2 separate regions of the Zea mays genome follow, and region 1 is linked to region 2. The links are chromatin contacts, called in public Hi-C maps. All regions are on one chromosome and are shown on one strand. Each heading gives the region's core, a stretch centred on a gene start, on an enhancer-like site or on the middle of the called end of the contact. The rest is flanking DNA. Distances are from core to core; before and after follow the strand shown.

Region 1 (5,540 bases), core at 2,991-5,490, 160 kb after region 2:
AGGCGCGCTCCAAAAGTACCTGCGGGTGATCTGCTGGACCCGGTCCCCTTTTGACGGGGTCCGAGGGCTCGATGCCTCCCTCTGATGGGATTCCGTTACAAGATCGTTCCCGCTGGTCTCGAAAATGTCCTAGGGTACCTCGGGAGCGTAGCCCGAGCCTTGGTTATGTATCGAACGTACCCAGGGTCATCCCTCGCTCTGTGTCTGAGGCGGCTGTGAACCCTTCGTGGGCCAGCCTACGAACCCCTGATCAGTAGTGTGCGCGGAGCCCGAGTGGCCTGAGGCGGCCGTTGAACCCTTCTAAGGGGCCGGCCTTCGAACCTCTGACCAGTAGTGGGCGCGGAGCCCAAGCGCTCTGAGGCAGCTGTTGAACCCCTCCGAGGGGCCAGCCTTTGAACCTCTGATCAGTAGGGAGGCTCGGGGCCTGTTTCCTTCGCGGAGAAGGATCCCTTTCGGGGTATCCCCCTTTCCCGGTCCCTGTTGTAAGAGAGAGAAAGAGGAAAAAGGAAAGAATACGAAATCGAGATGACGTGGCGCACCTTTTTGACGCGGTCATTATGGCGAAGGTGAAGCGTCGCTCGCTTCTCCTGCCAAAGGTGCCGCCTGTCCCGCCGCGGAGTTAATGCGACGGGGCGAGTGGTTCGCGGGGCAGCCGTTGCGCGTGCGCGAGCCATTCGAGGAACGGAACACGGGCGCGCCGTCTTCACGCCGTGGGAGAGGGTTCCCTTGTTGTCTCTGGATGGGACGTAAGCTTGGCTGACGACGCGACTACTGCTTCCGCCCGCCTGCCACCGCCATTACTGCCGGCCCATTTTTGGCCGCATTGACCGTCGCGCCTGGCTGGCACTGTTGGGTCATACGCAGGGTTGCCTCGAGTCGCGGTACTGGTTCCGTAGTCGAGGAGGCGCGATAGTGGCGCGAGTGGTGGTGCTTCTACAGGGCTCAAGGCACTTCTCCGACGGCCACGCTAGCTCGTGTACAGGGCTCAAGGCGCTTCTCCGCCAGCCACGATAGCACATAGCTACACCCCCTTGTACAGCTGGGCATCTCCTTGTATCTATAAAAGGGGATGTCCAGGGCCTTCCTAAGGCACGTCGTTGACAGACGTTGCAACACTGACAACGTTGGACGTCGAGGACAGACGGGGCAGACGAGACAGGCAGCACGCAGAGACTCTCTCTCTCTCTCGCTCTCGCCCTCGCTCCCTCACGACGCTTGTAACCCCTACTACGAGCACCCCGGTGCAAGATAACATAAGCCTCATTTCCCTCTTGTGTTCCATCTTGCATCAACCCATCTGGCAGGGACACGCAGCAACAAATTTACTAGTCGGTTAACGGTCCTCGCGGGTCCGAAACGCCAACAAATATTGATATTAAATACGGTTAATTTTATCTTCTGATATGTCGTGTACTTGATTTTTTGTAGATGGTTCCTTATTGGTGCGCCACACATCCTTATTGTTGGGAGCAGATGGTGCAAAGGTGGTGCTCGTCTGAGTGGGAGGAGGCGCACAACGCTAGCTAGGAACAATGTTTGATGATACAAGGTCCCTCCCACTACCAAGGCAGTCGCAGCCTCGGCAAATACACATAAGCATGGGTACGCACTCTCTTTAAATTAGTCTAACTTTCGATTAGGCATGATTTCTAACCATCTCGTTGGTTTTCTCGCAGTCGGCGTCACATGGTGGCCAGCCTTGCTCCATCTTCTCGGCGTATGATATGGCCCATAAGGGTAAGGCGACGTCCGACATCACCTACAACTCGGAGGACGGGCCCGAGGCGTATAGTAACCCCACCGTCTACAACCGCCTCAGTGAGTACACTGCCATAGTACAACAAGTTCATGCCAAATTACGATCCGAGGACCGAGGACATCGACGGAGATGTTCTCATGAGGGTCAGAGGAGGCAAGATGCATGTGCAGTACTGGATTGTCGACGAGGCAATCGACTTGTCCTCCACCCCACCCTATCTCAGGTGCGAGCAAGGAGCACGAGCGCGAGCCCAGCCATACGATCTCGGCAGGACAATTCACAGCATCGTATCCAGGAACTCCAGGTTAGTGCTTCTGTAACTCGTCATTCATTGAGTTATATACCTTCTCTTTGCATTATTATAACATTAGGGTAAAAAATTACAGGCCTAGCTAGAAGAGAGGAGGGAACAAATGGAGATGGAGGTGAGTATGAGGGCGGAGCGTGCGGCTCGCTTGGTGGATCAGTAGAGGATGGCGAAGATGTTCCAGTACATGCAGAGCCTTGGCGTCGCACAGGGTTTTGCTCCACCACCTCTATTATTCCCTCCAGCTGACCTTGCTCAGTTTCATACTCCTGTGAGTATCAAAATTTTAGTCCTGCATGATATATATTCATCTGATCTCACAAATGTAATCTCTTCTCTATGTAGGGACAATCTGCGACATCAAACAACCCTCATGGATTGTCCAGCCCATCGTCGAACCAATCCAGCTGCCCACCTCGCTGATGTTCTTCTAAACTTAGTTGTGAGACATATTTATGGCATATATTGGATGTTTGTGGACTCATTTATGTGATTACTTGTTAGTGTTGTGAACTATTTTGTGATGCTTGTGACTTTGTGGTCTTTGTGAAGAAACATGTGATATTTGTGAGCTATGTCGCGTGTTTGATGTATGTGATGATTTTGTGAGCTCTGTGATGTATATGTGATGATTATGTGATATATGTTTTGTTTGTTTAGATGGAATAGTAAAAACAAATAAAAAGGGGTTTTGGTCACTTTGTCGAGTGTTACACTCGGCAAAAGGCTCTTTGCCGAGTGTCGTGACCATAGCACTCGGCAAAGAAGGCACACCTGAGAACCGATAAAGCTTCTTTGTCGAGTGCCTTCTAGAGCACTCGACAAATGGCCTGTCAAAGGGGCCCACTGGTGCTCCTTTTGTCGAGCGCTGGGAGTCTTTGCCGAGTGCCTCTTGAAGCACTCGACAAAGAGATTGGCAAAGGAGCCCACGGGGCCTTTTTTGCCGAGTACTAGACCAGCAGGCACTCGACAAAGAGGGAGCCTTTGTCGAGTATCAAGGAGAACACTCGACAAAGGCTTCGTCACCGTCACTTAGCGTCGTGATGGCGACTTTTCTTTGCCGAGTACCTGGTGGCACTCTCCCGACAAAAAGTACTCGGCGAAGAAGCCATTGCCAATATACAGCTCGTCGAGACTTCTTTGTCGAGAGTCACACTCGGCAAAGAGTTTGCCAAGTGTTTTCCAATCTCGGCAAAGCAGGTTGTTCCAGTAGTGCAAGCAGTCATGCCCCATGTGTGCGTGCCTGACGACCCACGACGCTAAGGTTGGCCATCTACAAAGTTTATGTACACAATAGATCATATATTGTTTAGGATTTTTAATATCAAAAGTTGTGTTGCATTTAACATGAAACTCTTCTCAGATATTATACTATAGTGTATCTTAGATAGATATGAGTGGTAATAGATCATGATTCAAATATTTTTTTTCATAATAAGTCAGGATCTTTAATAGATTTTAGTTCAAAAATAAATAGGAATAGAACCCGATTCTAATCAGATTTGATACTTAAAATTTTTCTGTACAAAATTTAGAGCCCGTTACCACCTATAATCTTAGACGTCGCAAAGTTGTATTATTTGTACATGCCCTGAGAGACATGGCGGGCTGAGGACGGTCCATCGGACCATGGGCCTTTTGTTTTATACCTAAGTTGCTAAAAATTACCATACATTTTTATGCCACACTTGCCTAAGATAATTAAGGTTAGACGCTCAAATCCAGCGCCACAGTTTATCATGTCTAAGAGAATTTTGCTATACTTTTACAAGTTAATGACGAGTGAGAGTGAGACCTACGTAGCAGGAGAAAAATCTTGCCACAACTATTATTTTAAACCAAACACATATCTAACTTTAAATTACCATACATTTTTATGTCACACTTGTCTAAGATAATTAAGGTTAAGCGCTTAAATTCAACGCCACAGTTTGTCATGTCTAAGAGAAGTTTATCATAGTTTTAAAAGTCATTGACGAATGAAACCTACGTAGTAGGAGAAAAATGTTGCCACAACTATGATTTTAAAACAAACATATATCTAACTTTACCTAGCCTTACTCATGACAAATCTTGACAAGTGAGGCAATAAACCAAAGAAGTCGGTTATGAATGGTGAGTTGGCGAAGGAAGGTGAAGCAGCGTCTCCCCTCCCGGTCGCCAGTCGCGTCGACCCCGAGTCCCGACCGGTGCGCGCGCAGGCGCACAGCCAGGACACGACCGAGCACGGAGCAACGTCGCCCTCCCCCAGTAGCGCAGCCCGGCCACGCCCTCATCGCCCATCCTGCCGGGCCGCGTCGCCGACTCGCCGCCAATTACCATTCGCCTCTGCAGACCCGACACGGCGCGCGGCTCCTCGCCGATTTGTTCCCGGCGGCTCATCAGAAAGGTGGGGTCTCTAGTTCCGAGATCACTGGAGCACTCTCTCGGTTTTAATCCGTAATCGTGCTGCTTGGCGCCGATTTCTCATCTCCGCAGGCTGTCTCCTTGGGGGGATCGATTACTCGCGTGGCTCGCAGTTCGCACGATACTCGGGGGTTCTGACTTGGTTCTAAACAGCATCTGCATCTTCTCGACCCCCCAGGCTTTGGATCTGGCCTTCGTCTCAGTTCAGCGAGCCGCGAAGAACAGCCTTGATTTGGTGCCCCAAGTGATGTAGTGTGAGAGGCTAACTTCTTGAGAGCGCGATGAGCAGCCAGGGATTCGGTGCGGGGAGCCCCAAGTCCTTCCGCTACCCCAGAGGCGGCGACTTCGATCTCGAGTCCGGGTCCCCACGCAAGGGCCGCAAGCCCAAGAACCCTCACCTCGAGACCTCGATCGTCATGAGGATCCGCTACTTCTACGAGGCGCACCCCGTGGCCGTCGCCCTCATCCTCCTCTCCTTCGGGCTCAGCGTGCTCATCCTCCTCTCCGTGTACGAGACCCGGTTCAGGACGATGAGGAGCGTCAGTGCGTGGTCCAGTGACGGTGGGGATTATCCATTGCCAATGCTCCGGAACCTTGTCATGGTGGCTGGGCATTCGATCTATACGAGCTCAAGATGCGGGGAGACCGAGAGTGAGAATTCCTGGTTCTTGGAGCCGTACCAGAAGCACGCTGGACAGGCGGCCACCTTCCTGGCTCACATCAAGGAGGGGGTGGGGATCGCGGCGAGGGATGAGGGGGCACTCCTGTTGTTCAGCGGCGGGGAGACGAGGAGAGATGCTGGCCCGAGGAGTGAGGCACAGAGCTACTGGGCTATTGCCGAGTCGAAAGGATGGTTCGGTGAGTTTTCGGCAACTTCATTATTTCTTGGTTGATGTACTTTAGTAAGATTTGTGTCATCGTGAGTCTCTGTTGCTCTAGTCGAAGTTAGGATAGGTCGTGCAGTTACTTATGACTGCTAAATGCTACCCATCAGCTGCTCTAGTAAAATGCAAAACAAACAAGCTTGTCTTTGGGGCTATGTATTCATAGGATAGTGATTTAGAATTG
Region 2 (5,863 bases), core at 2,513-5,012:
TACTAATACAATTGAGAAGTATTTATTTCAACTGCAATTTTTCGAACTACTTCAACTGAGATTTGAAACTGTATAGTACTCAGATACATATAAGTATTCCTCAGCGAATTTCCAGGGTCTACAAGCAAAAATGACTGCCGTGTGTCATACAAAGTGGAGAGCACTCAGACAAAAACACAGTAGTTGACTTTAAAAGTCCAACAAATATTAAATATTATGATAACTGAAAGCGTTAAACACAGGCAGATAGACAGAGAGGGTCAGAAAGTAAACACTGCATACATGCTTAGCCATGCCAAAGTCAGCCAGCTTGACTTCACCATTAGGACCCACGAGTATGTTTGCTCCTTTGATATCTCTGCCAAAAAAAAGTATGACATGATTATTGCATTCTGTGCTATATGACTATACCTATGGAATGAGAAGACAGTTTTAGACAACAAAACAACCTGTGGACAGTGTTCCGCCCATGTAAGTAGGCAAGGCCAGCAAGAATTTGCCCAGTGTAATTACGAATCACAGGTTCCTTAAAAGAGCCATATTCTCTTAATAATTTGTGGATTGAACCCCCCGAAACATACTCAAGACAAATGGAAAGTGATTCATCACTCTGCGTACAGAAACATGTACGATTAGAAAGTGTAAGCATGACCAAGTATGTTGTAATGCAACACCAATAAAAGCTGATGAGCATTGATTACTATGATACTAGAACCACAAAATAAACCCCTGAGGTGGACAAATAATAGAATATAGAAGGAAATGCAAATAAGTCAAAACAACAGCAAAAGAAAACAATCGAACGATACTTAGTGCATACTACCCCCTGCCATCTATCGCTACCAAAACCATCCATGTATGTATGCACAAAAAGTGTGATACTGTAATGGCTCACATAAACAGTAGAAATTTTGCTAATTTCTGCAACTCCTAATACCTAATACTTCCCAAACCACTGAATGGATTCCATATTCTTTAGGTCACTATATACAGTCACATGCATTGGAGCTCAGAATTTGTTGCCATCATATATCTATACAATGCCAGATCTTTCTTTGACATGTTAAGTTCAAAAAGTGATGAAGCCCTTGTAACTGAGTAATCTTTTTTTGTGCATGAATGCTCCAACCCCTTTTCCTAGAATAGCCAATCAAGTACACTATATAAGTTACCTATGCAATCTCACTAAATTGATAACAACTTACCACTAGCTCACAAAAGAAACCATATCACATCAGACAATACATGTATGGAATAAAAAACACGATAGGGAAAACAAGTATTGAAACTAAATTGCTGCAGAGGTAACTGAAATGGTTTATGACATAGAACTTGCCAGCTCACTTCCATGGTACTGCACTATGTTTGGGTGGGAGAGTTGTCTAAGCATATCTATTTCCTGCCAATGCCAAAATTAATCATGTGGATCAGTCAATGAAACAAGAGACAAAAAATACTTAACATTCATGAGATGGCAAACCAAGCCAACTAAGTAAGACAACACCAGCAAGTACCTGGTTTAATTGTTTGAGTCGTTCCTTCGAATGTGGATCATCCATAATAACTTGAACCTCCTTAATCGCACAAAACTGCCCATTTTCACTGCATTGTTGAACAATCACGAAGTAAGGATATCTTGTAATGCAATTGAATATGTCAGTTTATTTGCACTGCCATATCTCTATTGTATAACTGTAGCATGAGGTGCAATTCTAATGCATCAACTTCCACTAGATGTCGCAAAGTTTCTGTAATGTAAAGGGGGAGGGGGGCAAAATGTGATACCTGTTAAATCCAAGGTAAACCTGACCAAATGTACCACTCCCTAGCAATTTCCCTTTCTTCCATTGTGACTGGGACTGTGAGCAGTTAGTGGGAGATGCAGGAAGAGGTGGGCAGGAACTGGGAGACGAAGGAAGAGGCGAGCAAAAACTGTGGGTTGGAAGAAGAGGTGAGCAAGCACCAGAAGCTGGATGAAGAGGCGAGCATGCACCAGAAGCTGGATGAAGAGGCGAGCATGCACCAGAAGCTGGAGGAAGAGGCAAGGGATGTGGTGGGCTCCTCAAACCATCCATCTTTCTTACTGGTGACCTCGGGCTGAAACCAAATTCTCTAGAATTTCCATTGCTCACAGCGAATGCATGGCCTTTTGGGATAGGAGAGAGACTCCTTGTTCTTGGAGCAAAAAGATCTCCAGATATCATTCTTCCACGTGAACAATTGGCTTCACTCGTTGAAGGTGCATCACTTTGCAAATGAAGTTCTCTAACACTAGCCGCAGGAACATCAAAGAACTTCTGATGCTCCCGTGGCATACTACAAGACATGAAACACTTGTCTTCATTTAAGATCCTATCTGAATCAGAAGGCATATTTCTTTCCCTCGCAAAAGCAGCCGGATCCATGGGCCTAGAAATTACAAAGCAAGCAGTAAACATGAGACAACATATCAACATGCCAATAAAAGGCTTCCAAATAATGTACTTATTTAAACAGGCATAGTGGAGAAATCCCCAGATATATCTGAGTGCAAAAGAAGAGATAGACTAACCCATGTGCATTATATCCTGCAAGGATAAACAGGGAATCACCCAAAAGAAAACCGTTAACCTGCACTCAAAGGTTGATAGCTCTGGTTTCGAACAGATGATGCAGTGAAGACATGGCTGTTCACTCGTTATTACTGTAATTGTACTTTTATTATTTTTGTCAACAATTCACACGCCTTGGTCTCCTGAAGCCCTGATCTCTCCAGTCCTCATTCTATGTTTACCAAAGCGAGAGGGAGAGGGAGAGGAAGAGATGACCAGGATTGTCGAACTGGAACGACCTAAAAAAAGGTCAACTGGTGCATTTGGTGTGATGAATCCTCACAGTTCACTCTAACTCTGCCCTTGACTCAAACCCCCTAAATACGTCGCACACCAAATTGAGGGGAAGACAATAAAGCAAACCTGCAGATCAACCTATCTCTAGGCACTCGACTCCCCCCAAATTTGATCAGAGCACCAGGCAATTCAATTGTAGTTATTGCAGCCAAATGGGGAAATTCTAGTGACAACCAGGCTGCGGCAAATTCGGAACTGATGATTGGGCCATATTAAGGCACCAACCATTCCGCGACGAGTCACTCACCTAAACCCATGTTGGTAGTGCGGCTCGTCCAACGACGCGGCCGAGCACACGCTAGACTCCTCCGCGGACGAGCAGCCGTCACCGGCAGCGGCGGCCGCCGCCGCCGCCAGCACCACCTCGTACAGAGTCCCGACAGGCTCCACCGCCTCCACCGGCGTCGGGAGCTTGTACCCTACCGACCCATGCCCCGGCGCGGCGCCGGCTGGCCGGCCGCGCGCGGCGGCCGCGCCGGGGAAGTCGAGGCTGTGCGCCTTCCTGTCCCGCGGCGTCGGCGTCGGCGACGGGGACGGGGAGGGCGACTCGAGGTCCGCGGACTTGCGCGGGGACGAAGCTGCGGAGACGGACCCTGCGCCCGGCTTGGCCTTCGACCTAGACCTCAGCTTGCTGCGGGGCCACCACGCGGGCATCGCGCCGCTGGCTGTCGCCCCCACCCGGGGGGGCGTCCGCGCGCTTGCCGGGTACGGTTCCCCCGCCAAGCTCGAACTGCCGCGGAGAGATGGAGGGAGAGGAAGGGTGGGGGAGGAGAGAGGGAGAGGGAGAGGGCGAGGGCGAGGCGCGCCGCGCGAGGAAGGCGCGAGGTAAGGAGCAGAAGCCGACGGCGCCTCGCTTTAGGTGAAGGGAGAGAGAGATACGAACGGGGGAGATATTTTTCGATTTCTTTTTTTTCTTATAAAGAAATGGTGCGGAAGTGGTGGAGAGGGTAGTGTAGGAGGAGTACGCGTGTGTGCGCGCGCTCGCCTACGGCCCTACGCGAGTTTACTGCACGCAGGCAGGCACACACGCGCTCGCCTACGCGAGTTTACTGCACGCAGGTGGGTGGCAGCTGCGGCGACGGCGACTCCGCGCCGCGGGGCCCTGGCGGGCGGGTCCCGGTGTCAGCGCGCCGTCCTGGCCGGGCCGGGGCTTGTGCGTTCGGCGGCCTGCTCGGGCGGCTGCAGCTGGGGCCGCGCCCGTGCGCGCGATTTCTTTTTTCCGTCTTCCCTTTCTCGCGTGCGGAAGGGAATGGAATCTTCGCAGATGGTGGTGCGGTGTGTGTGGCGCGCCGATGATGGTGGAATCTTCGCGCCCGGGTTTGGCGCGCAGGATGCTTGACGGTCGGCCCGGCAGGACCCTGCTGTCGTGGCAGGCGATTACTTGGCGGATTCTCTCTCTGTGTATATACTGTACTTGTTTTTCCAATTTTTTTCTTTTCCACAAAAAAGCAAGGATCGGTAGGCAAGGGATATCGGGCACGAATGGCATGGAAGAAAACTGCTTGTCTTGTCTTGTCATGTCGCTTGCTATCAAAGAGGAAGGAAAGGATGGATGCTTAGGAAACATTTGTATCCATTAGATGATAGTATATACAGCTCATCCACCACGAGAGGTCCTTTTTTGGTTTAGGCGAGGGATTGCTTACACAGATGTCAGATGCTCATGGATAATGACTACATTTAGGTCCCGTTTAAAACCTTTAAAGCTAATAATTGACCGTCTAGCAAATTGTTAGTTGAGTTGAGTCAGCTAATGTATATTAGCTAGGGGTATTTAGACTTCTACATATAGTTTTAGCATGTACTTATTAGCTCTAGATGTTCCTAACATGGTCTTAATTTTATCCCTTTGCTCTTTAGTCATTTTCTTACATACTGTTTGCCATCATCGGTGGCCCTTTAAAAGAAGAACGGAGGGGTATTATAGATTACTTTTTTTATCCGAGATAGAATATTAAATGCTAGTATATGTGAGAGTATGAGATGTGAGTCACTTGGATGATTAAAATTTTAATGTATATGATCTCGTGCTCAAATAGTATCTTTCTCAATATACAACTTTATTCCCTTAACTCTTTTTTCAAAAATGTTTATATGACGTATTTTAAATGTGTATGATAGTATGAATTAGGAATAGCCTTACCTACCTCAATTATGGCATCACATCATGCATGTTGGTAGCAATCGCATCCACTACAAAAAAATGTATAGTGTTAGAATAATGTTATTTGCTCTGCCTTTTTTATAGTAAAGTCCAATTCAGCCGTGAACTAATCGTCGAATCTGGAAGACCCCCTAAAATCGGACAAATATCCTCGTGATGTTTTCGAAATGTTTTTTTTGGGTGAATCTGCTCAGGCTTCGATTATTTCTATTCCATATGAATTAGATATGGTAGAAAGAAATTAGAAAGAATTTTGATTTGCTAGGAATTTAAACTCACTTAATTCCTCATAATTCATATGGATTGATATTAAAAGGAAGAGGCCCTAACATAGCATAATAGCCCGCCTATCAATTGGTCTCTCTCCTTCTATACCAGAAAATATATTTTTTTTCATATGAAGTCTTATAAATATAAAAGTTATATCGAAATTGTAGAGCTTAACGTGATACGCAGGTTTTTTGTCTGATAATTTTTATTTTAAGATATTTTACTATAGGCTCAAATGTTTATTTTATGTTATTAGAATTTAAAATTCAATCTTTTGATTTATTTATAGATACTCGGACGTTGACATGTTTTGCATCATCAAAGTTGTGTAAATACCCGTATATCTGTTTCATTTTCTTTAGTTCTCATTCTCAAACTTATTTTATTCATTTCTTGAGCGAACTGTTCTACAACTTCAGAATGGCCAATATTTTTTATTCAGAATCGTGATCTATAGTGGTTTAGAGGCCTATATATCTGCATTAAGTTCTTAAAATGTCTAACCATTTTTAAAAAGTAAGATAATCTATACAAAAGTTGC

What was found. Hi-C and Micro-C count contacts between places; a contact is called where the count stands out from the background.
Region 1: a Hi-C map of leaf mesophyll shows a contact between it and region 2, with 3 times the contacts expected there. The contact joins the promoter of LOC100384408 here to the promoter of LOC100191147 in region 2. A contact is called at or near these places in 5 of 25 Hi-C or Micro-C datasets (bundle sheath, leaf, leaf mesophyll and 1 more).

What each region holds. Positions count from the first base shown.
Region 1 is chr10:120,610,346-120,615,885 of Zm-B73-REFERENCE-NAM-5.0, forward strand. It overlaps LOC100384408 (OSJNBa0006B20.20-like protein), which reads left to right and starts at 4,241. Exons shown (of 3, transcript NM_001176950.1): 1 at 4,241-5,330. The coding sequence starts at 4,754. It also overlaps the pseudogene LOC109942904.
Region 2 is chr10:120,451,299-120,457,161 of Zm-B73-REFERENCE-NAM-5.0, forward strand. LOC100191147 (Putative MAPKKK family protein kinase) reads right to left here and starts at 3,763. Exons shown (of 11, transcript NM_001358426.1): 1 at 3,136-3,763; 2 at 1,786-2,409; 3 at 1,515-1,602; 4 at 1,337-1,399; 5 at 450-610; 6 at 283-358. The coding sequence starts at 3,542.